3 separate regions of the Zea mays genome follow, and regions 1 and 2 are each linked to region 3. The links are chromatin contacts, called in public Hi-C maps. All regions are on one chromosome and are shown on one strand. Each heading gives the region's core, a stretch centred on a gene start, on an enhancer-like site or on the middle of the called end of the contact. The rest is flanking DNA. Distances are from core to core; before and after follow the strand shown.

The links. Hi-C and Micro-C count contacts between places; a contact is called where the count stands out from the background.
Region 1: a contact with region 3 is called in a Hi-C map of tassel, with 2.2 times the contacts expected there. The contact joins the promoter of LOC100285282 here to the promoter of LOC100384591 in region 3. A contact is called at or near these places in 2 of 25 Hi-C or Micro-C datasets (ear and tassel).
Region 2: a contact with region 3 is called in a Hi-C map of endosperm, with 1.7 times the contacts expected there. The contact joins the promoter of LOC100273787 here to the promoter of LOC100384591 in region 3. A contact is called at or near these places in 4 of 25 Hi-C or Micro-C datasets (ear, endosperm, leaf and 1 more).

Annotation. Positions count from the first base shown.
Region 1 is chr10:7,739,353-7,742,434 of Zm-B73-REFERENCE-NAM-5.0, reverse strand. LOC100285282 reads right to left here and starts at 1,313. Exons shown (of 4, transcript NM_001372205.1): 1 at 455-1,313; 2 at 37-169. The coding sequence starts at 1,161.
Region 2 is chr10:7,901,744-7,904,677 of Zm-B73-REFERENCE-NAM-5.0, reverse strand. LOC100273787 (putative ACT-domain containing protein kinase family protein) reads right to left here and starts at 1,293. Exons shown (of 15, transcript NM_001148189.3): 1 at 874-1,293. The coding sequence starts at 1,115.
Region 3 is chr10:8,536,855-8,539,863 of Zm-B73-REFERENCE-NAM-5.0, reverse strand. LOC100384591 reads right to left here and starts at 1,529. Exons shown (of 14, transcript XM_020545202.3): 1 at 746-1,529; 2 at 229-314. The coding sequence starts at 972.

The DNA of each region.
Region 1 (3,082 bases), core at 64-2,563, 800 kb after region 3:
ACTTGAACGTTTTTAAAACAAAATATAACCCCATACCTGGAGCAGGGTCAGCTGTGCTGACAGCGTAGTGGCCTCCGTTTGCAGAGTCTGGACCTTCTTCTCCAGTTCACTAGTGTACATGATCTTCCTCTCCTTTGACCTCGCTGCCGACTGCCTGTTCGCCAGAATCCTACACGACAGCACCATCGGCAAAACTTAGCACAAATCAACAACCCCTTCGATAGCGGAGCCAGCACAGGAACCCAAAAATCGTGCAATCATTGTCCTTAAAACGAGGCACTAGGCAGGTAGCTCAGATGATGTAACAGATAGCACAGTACTTAACACTAGAAGCAAACGGTACTAAATTCTCGGGACTCTTGCTTGGAACGCTAAATTACTGTGCTGGATAAGGATTTTCCCTCCGAAATCCGGATCTATCTAGGAAGCATCGAATGCCAAAAATAAACCCCACCTCTTTGCGCGCTTGGGGTCGATGAGCGCGAGCTCGGCGATCCTCTCGGCGGGCATGGCCTTCTTGGCGTAGTCCGGCAGGCCGCTGGAGAGCGCCGACTCGCCCTCGAACGGCGAGGTGTCCCCATCCATCGAGCCGCTCCTCTTGTGGCCGGGCCCACCTCCACCCCCGGCGCTCCCACTGGGTCCCTGAAACGCGAGGCCCTCGAAGAAGGCGGCGTCGAGGGAGAGGCTCCGCGTGTGGGTCCCGCCGGGCGGACGTGGGGCCGGGGAAGCCTGCGGCGGCTGCTGCTGCGGATGCGGCGGCGGGGTGGGGTCGGAGGCGGCCGGAGAGTCGTCGGAGAGGGAGGGGAAGTCGAGGTCGGAGAAGAAGTCGCCGTCCGGGTCGAGGAGCAGGTCCGCGTCGTGGAAGCTGAGGAACGTCTCCGAGTGGGCCCGCCGGTGGTGCCCTCTGGCGCCGCCGCCGCCGCCCGTGGACGGCGCCGCCGCGGCCGGCAGCGGAAAGCGCGGGTCCATCTCAGTCGGCGCAGGCAGCGAGGCCAGAGCTAGCTCGCAAGCTCCAGGTCGCGGCGGCGGCGGCCGGCTTGCGGCGGTCCGGCGCGTGGTCTCGCTCGCGTGTAGAGTGTGTGTGTGTGTGTGTGTGTGTGTGTGAGCAGCGGAAGGTCGGGTTGGTGGGTGGGTGCGGTGCGGGTGGTGCGTGTCATACATACTTGTGAGGAGTAGAAAGAGGAAGCAGGGACCGCCTCGCCGGTCGCCGCCGCGTGTCCCCGGTCCACGGAGGCGGGTCAGCGGGGACCGGCCTCGGGTGGTGGCCGCTGGGGAAGGTGCAGTGAGCGCCGGTGGGAACAGGGTTCTATATTAAAAAAAAAAACTACTCTAACGATACCGTATTTTATAAATTTTAGTTAAAAAATTATTGAGCATTCTATCAAGTGACTCAAATATACTACATCTTAATGAGATTATCTAGAGTAGGTGCATAAGTGATCCTGTAAATATTAACACTAAACAAGACAAACTTGGTTTATAACAAATGTTAGCAAAAACTAAAATCAAGTTGTGATGAATAGAAATGGAGAGAGAATATCTTCACTTGATTGTTTCTTTATGATATGTACACAAGTGAAATACGAGAACTCTTTGAAAGATGATGATCCCAATAAAGTAAACACAAAAGATAACGATTTTATCCCATGATTCGGCCAATGTCTACTCCACGTTGTGGTGATCTTCTTCTGTCAAGGGTTGCACTCAACCTCTCTCAAGCGATCAAAAGATTAAACTTGGGTACCATGGTTTTCTTCCTTATATCAAGTTTTTCTTTTGAGAGGAATCTCCACAAGTTGGAATCTCTGTCACACCAGGGTTTCGGGGCACCAAGACCCGGGCGCGAACATAATCACCAGGTGTGCTGGTACCAAGTCTCACACATATGATGAATCATCGCACAGGATTGAACGTCACATCTTTACTATATAATCGGAGTTTTGTACAAAATAAATAAATAATTACATTATATGGAGACAACGATCCAGCAACCCAAAGTTGACTGGGAGACGACGACCTAGACCTCTCACGAACACATCACAACATCCTCCATGTGCCTCATCCTGCGGTACCTGTTCTTGACCTGTGGGGGGGTGGTGTGAGATAGCAAGAGTGAGCTCACATACGTTCATTGCTCAACAAGTTGTGGGGAATAATGTGCATGAACTCGCCAAAGATGGGAGCTCATGTGAAGTGTAAGGCTTACCAACGGAGATGATTGATGCTGAGCATTGCTTTTAAAGTTGGTCAAAATTTTATTAGCAATTACTAAGTATAAGTAAATACCAACCCAATTAAGTAGTAGAACAAAAGTAACATCATCACCTGCGATGCAATGCATATGACATATTGAATTTAGTTCCATAAATTAGTCATGTGAGGGTCCGAGCTGCTCATGACCGTGAGCACGGCTAGTATACCAGTTTTACACTCTGCAGAGGTTGCGCATCTTTACCCACAAGTCATGTTACCCATCTGCCAAGGGATCGCGACTTCCCATACACCTCTACCGAGGAGGCGAGGCAGGGTAACACTACGAGGCCTTTACAAAGTTCCACTAGCTTCAGAAAACCCGCTACAGTTTATAGGAAGCTCCAATGCAGGGTTCTTGCTTGACCGCCATCGCAGCAAAATCAACCAAGGACCTCCCTACACTGACCACTCCCTTACTGCCCTTGCCCCTTTCGGGTAAGGTAGTCCTCCACTAGCTTTCCTAATTAATCAGCCAAGGGCGTCCATAAACCCTTGTGGTAGCACTGTTTTCCCGGGTGGTCGCTCCATGTTCCAATTAACTTAATGATCTTATCATGAACAGTAAATAACAACGGATAACAAAAGTATAATCATGAATAATGTATCTTCATACCCAAAACCACATAAAGCACTAGCAAGTACTACCCAAAAGGTTCAGTGGTAAACAAGGTATAAAGATAATCAAACTAGGGTAACCTATTGGGTCCCATCAAAATTAACCTATGCAGATCATTATAATTAATCAGAACATGGCTGGGTAAAAAGAAGTGATCAAGGGCACAACTTGCCTGGCACTTGAGATTCCAGGTACCAACTTGCTCTTCAGATG
Region 2 (2,934 bases), core at 44-2,543, 630 kb after region 3:
GATTATACAAGTAAGACAACGGAAGAATTAATTAATTGTCATATAGCAATCCTAATGTGGAAACAGAGACTGCAGCTACCAGCTTCCTTTGAATATGATAAAAGTGAACTACCAGTCTACCCCACCCGGGAAGAATACAGAGGCAAGCTACAAGACTAAGGGATAAGACTGACTATGTGTTCAATACAAGGGAATAAGGGATAACTACAAGACTAAGGGCTAGTATGCAATTGTTAATCCACGCTACGATCTGGAACATATTTGTTTGTAAGCATATTTACTATCTTGAGAAATTTTGCGGCTATAGATCTAAAAGAGACGCTTTGGAATTTCACTTTTTATACAGGTAAAGACAACAGTTCAGAACGAGGATGAAAGCTTTCCTTTTTTTCCGGAAGGGTGTGAGCCAGCAGATGATTCTAAGAAACCCTGCTCACTCCATTTACTTCCAACGTTAGCTTAATCACAGAGCACACCAGATCAACATCGAGCCAGGCATGGCTGCTAGGTACCGTTCGAACACTAAAGTAGTGTAAAATTGTAAATTCATCCAGTCCTCAAGCAAACAGTACCGAGTGATGTCCGATCCAATTGCCAAGTCAAACAACAGTCTCTTAGCACATCAAACACGGAAGCAGCAGTGAGAGCACGGAAGCTAACCAAAAGGTCAACATGATACAAAAATTCACACCTAAAACGAAGCTCACCACTAAGCTTCGCCATGCCGACACCCAAAATCTGAAACCCGAAACGAGCACGCTACCCTCCTTGACCGAAACAATGAGCACAGATTTCCGCAACCAGGGCATGTAAAGCCTACACCACGGCAAGCGAAGGCCTAGGATGCGGCAGGCCGAGGTAATGGATCAGCACCTGTGCGGGAGCCGGCCGAAATGGGCGGCGAGCCTGTCGCGGAACTCGGGGTCGGACGCCTCCGCGTAGCCGTCGGCGACGAGGCGGTCGAGCACCTGGGCACAGATTTCGCGGGCGCCTCCGCTGCCCCCGCTCCCGCCGGAGCCGGCGGGCGCTGGGACGGCGTCCTCGCGCGGCGGGGACGAGCTCTCCCCGACGCCCTCCTCGACGGCCCCGCCGGGCCCACCCTCCGCCGCCACCATCCCCCACGCCGCGCCGCAGCGTCACCTGCCCCGCATCGCCGCCCCTCCCGCCTCCTTAGTTTTGCCTCGCCCACCCGCCAGCGCGCTCGCCCGCGTCGCGTGTTCTAGAAGCGTCGCGGGCGCTGGGCGCTCTGGGCAGTCGAAGGCGAGAAGGATAGGAGTGTGGGACACAGACCAGGAGACGAAGGAGGTTTTTTAACGCGCGAGGTATGAGGAAGAGAATACGAGGCTGTTCCAAGGGCAACGACGTCTTTTCAAGTCATCCCTCTGAGAGGAGAATGTGTCGAAGAAGAGGGCCCTTGGATTTCGCTATGCGCCGTAGGCCCCGGTGGCAGTGAGAGGGAAACAGTGCACGTGGTGTATGGAGGACACCGACTGCACGAACAGGGATGAAGGTTGAAGGGGCTGCTGCACAGTGCACTGCTGCTACGTGCACGCCACGAAGTTGTCTTTGCAGGTTTTCTGATGGGCCCGCGCTTCTTTAAGTAGCAATGATTCATGGCGTGAAATGGGTAAGAACAACGATCGGAAGGGATATCATTAAGTAGTGCCGGCACTCTAATGCTATTAGGGCTATATTTATTTAAGTAGTATAGCAAGTTGATCATGACGTATTTTTAGGGACTTTTATATCTGTTCAGTCTTGTCCCTCTTTAGGCCACCCTCACTCCACTTCAATACAGACATAACTGAACAAGCACTTAGTAGTAATGCCTTATGTCACCAGAATCGATCGGGAGGGCCATCATGTATCTTATGTCGGCCTAAACAACGAGGCTCTCACATTTTTATTGAAAGTCCAGGAGGGGAGAACCCCTACTGTAAATCTCTACTACACCATAAGTAGCTACCGAGGGCGTCCACCCGGCTTCACCGTGCCCCCGCCAGCCCCACGCGCCCCCGCGCCGCCGCCCGCTTGCACGCGTCCCCGCGCCCGACCTGACCCCTCCCGGTGGCCCGCACGCTCGCTCGACCCCGGACGCGCGTGCATGCGGGCACCCGATGTGGACATGGAAGGTGAGATCCACGACCATGGAAGGCGAGATCCATGGCCATGGAAGGCGCGTCCCCTTCCATACTTGGCGGCCATGGCATGCACCGTGCTCCCTTCCCCGCCTCAATCGACTACTATTTTGAGGATGGAGAGAGGCGAGGCCTCCAAACCATCCCCACTCTCCTCCCATGTGTCGCTTCGTGTTATCTCCAGCACATCTGTCCGTGGCTCTCGGTTCTAGATCTGGAGTCCTCCACCGCCACCAGCACGGCCGTAGAGGCGGAAGCAAGGGGGTTGGGCTTCTGTCGGTGCTGGACAGCGCGATGCCAAATGTGACAGCCACTCTCGCTGTCGTCCACCTCCCTCTTCCACGGTAGGTTCGTCCGCGCCGAGCCTAGATGCATAAAGCGAGCGAGTGACCGCTACAGCGCTGTCAGAGGTGAATCTTCTTCTCTTCTGCTCACAGGTTGCGAGGCTTGGGCTGAGAAGTTAATTTAGCTGCTCTTTTTGACGTGATGGTGCGGTTCAGAGACGGTAATGGAGGAGGCATCGCCCGGGACGGTGGAGGAGCCACTGCTGGTGAGCGCAATCAGAGGGAAAAAGGTCGAGAGGGCACCAATCTGGCTCCTGAGGCAAGTCGGGAGGTACATGAAGGCACGTCCACTTCCATTTTGTGACAGTCTTCTATGTTGGTCTGCTAAGCATTTCTGTATTTAACATTCTAGTGCGTATCTCAAAGGAATGATCTAAATTGGTTAGTAGTATTATATAGTAGTATTCTCCAAAACCGATTGATAAAGTATTTTAGAAATAGAGGAATTAACC
Region 3 (3,009 bases), core at 280-2,779:
AAAAATCATAACGTTTCCTCCCATATAAATATGTAAGTTTCTGTTCTCAGTATCCTATAGTCCTGATAGGATCTGGTACTACTGCAGACAACAATCAAGCAGTTACCAGCTGAATGCTAGCACATGTACGAAACTAAATATTCGCTTTCAATGTAAGCACATCTTGAAATGATGGATATGGGACCAGAAGACTGGATCACGCTATTCAGTGCCCATAGAGATGCACACCTTCATATTGCACGACCCTGGCAGGTGAAGCCGGTGTTTTGTTGCCACCTTCCTCCCACATTGCACTAATCTTCATCTGATACCATCTGCGCATAATCCAAAAAAACATATCATAAGAAACAAAAATAAATGGCAAATGTTTACACTCGACAGATAAGTGCCAGAAAGGTTCCACACGCGGCATCAATTACAACTGTCGCACATAAGTTACAGTGAGGGCCTGAGGGGAACATAATCATGAGGAAAATCGGAATTCCCCAGCTGCGAGAAGAAATGCCTGGAAACAACCGACCGAACGAGAAAGGCAAGGACAGAAACACCTCGAGAAAATACAAACATATAGCTCGGACCTTTATATGTTCTATCTAAAAACATGTTCTCCCTAAAAGGCAGTAAAGAAAGTAAACCCGAGAAAACGTTTTGCGAGAAATAAGACACGCACAAATAGAGAAGAACGAAAAATTCACGCCGTGGCTGAAACAAGATCGGGATTGCGGACAAAACGAGCAATTCTCACCCTTGCTGAAACAGATCGAGGTTGTGGAAGCGGTGGATGTAAATGGCCACCTCGTGCACCGTCTCCATGACGTCCGGCGGCCTGACGCAGAACCTGACCCCCTTGGCCTCAGCTCTCCCCGCGTCCGCCTCCGCTGTGGCGGCGTCCAGCCGCCACGACGCCGGCGATACTCTTTTGGCCGCTGCGCGCGGGCTGTCCTGGACGCCGCCGCCGACGAGGCACCTCATGCGGCCGAGCTTCCGGGCCGCCCCCGCCGCGCCGATCCGCGCATCACTGCCTGGATCCCCGCGGGCGGCAAGGCATGCCTGGGCTCCGCGCTCACCCCCTCGCTCGCTCGATGCCCGGCCCTAGGGTTTGGAAGCTCCCGGGTACTCGCACCAGCAGGGCGCGGTCTCAGCGGAGGCGAAGCGCGGGGGGGGGGGGGGGGGGGGGGGGGGGGGGGGGGGGGGGGGGGAGTGGACCGCGCTCCACCTGCGTGACTACGTTGTCCGTCGCGGGGATGACGCGTGGGGCCTGAGCCACGGCGGCGGGGGCGGGCGGATGCCCTGGGGTTGGGCTCCGGAGGGATGGGCCCCACTCCTCAGCGGAGAATCGCTAGCTCGCAGATCGAAAGTCGAAGGATGCGGCGGCGGCGCAAGGACGGGTGACACCTAGTGGCGGCGCGTGCGACGGCGCCAGCGTAGGGGGGATATGTTCGGCTGGCTGTCCGTTGGGTCCCGCTGGCCGGAGCGTGCGGAGATCGGGGAGGGCAAGCGGTGTGGTGGTGGAGCAGGCGAGGAGAGAAAGGAGGAAGGCGACAGGTGGGTGCGGGGATTTTAATGACCGGGTCGCCCTCACTCCCAGGTGGCGCCGCGGGGCCCGGGAGCAGAATCTTTCGGCGCGACATGGACCCACCGGTCAGCTACGTGAGGTCGTCGCAAGGCTCGTGAGTGGACGGGCATTAATGAGGGGGCGCGAGCGCGATGATGGCCGCAGCTGTACACGGACAGGGACAGGTGGGTGGATTAGGGCGGGGGCAGGGTCCCGCGGGCGCGGGCCCAGCTGTCAGCGGGAGCCAAAGCCCAAGACCTACCGCTCCGGATTCCTGGAAAGCTCATGTCTCTACCCGCTCCGTGTCGTCACGGTATCCTTCACCCGAAAGCGGGCTCCGTAGGATGACGCTTTCGCTTTCCGGGCTCAGGCCCGGTGGCGGGCCCTGGAGTGAGAGCGGCGGTGATGGTCGATGGTCTACGGTCAGTATCCGTCCGTGGGCCCGTGGCCCCAGAGACGGCGGGCGCGACCCTACCCACTGAAACCTCTTCCCATAATATTATCTCGATTCTTGATGTTTTTTAATCTAAATCTGTACTATACTGCTCTATTAAAAATCTAATATGAGCATCTGGCACTACAACGGCTTCACCCTCCGTGTTGACACTTTAGACATGCTCCACACGCCCCGCCTTAGTGTTGTTCCCCGTCTAGGTGTCGCCCCCTCGCGCGCATCTCGTGGCAACGGGTACATGTCTAGTAATCTGTTAAGAACCTAATTTTGGTATCTGGTGCTACCATAACTTCATCCTCGACGTTGACATTCTAGACCCGCCCCACGCCCCCACTTGCCCAGCGGTCTCTCAGCTACTGCCCTATTGACCTAGCGACTCCATAGCTAGTTATTGCGCTTGTATAGCACTCGACCCCGCCGCGCTACCATCAGGCCACGCATAACTTAGTGTTGAAAAAGAAACAATAATTATATAAAAAAATATATTACAGGGCAAGCACTCGAATCCACGTCTCTCTCTCTCTCTCCATAAATTTGTGGCTAACCGTCAGGCCGCACGTATATTAGTGTTTAGAAATAAACAGTACTTGTATTTAAATAAATATCTCAGTACATATTTATATGATATATAAAAACGTAGCAAAACAAGGACAACCGGCTAGTATTTAATAAAAAAAAAACTGCAGCATTATATAACGACTCCTTCCAATCTTTTGATGATCTTTTGACGCTTTAAAAAACTTGCTCCCAACACGCTCAAAAAGACTTGCGCACGACTTGAGGTCAGCTGCGGGCGACGACGATAGCATGGCTATCTCTCGCTCTCGCCCGTATAATACGGAGCACGCGTTCAAGCGAAAAGAAGGGTGAGAGAGAGACGAGAAGCGGGCAACGCGCTGACACGAACGAGAGGCGACGTGACGGCTTTTGATTGGTCCATCATGATTGCCGTTGCAAGAAAATTTAAAAAAAAACTAAAATCATAAATGTCATCCTCAAT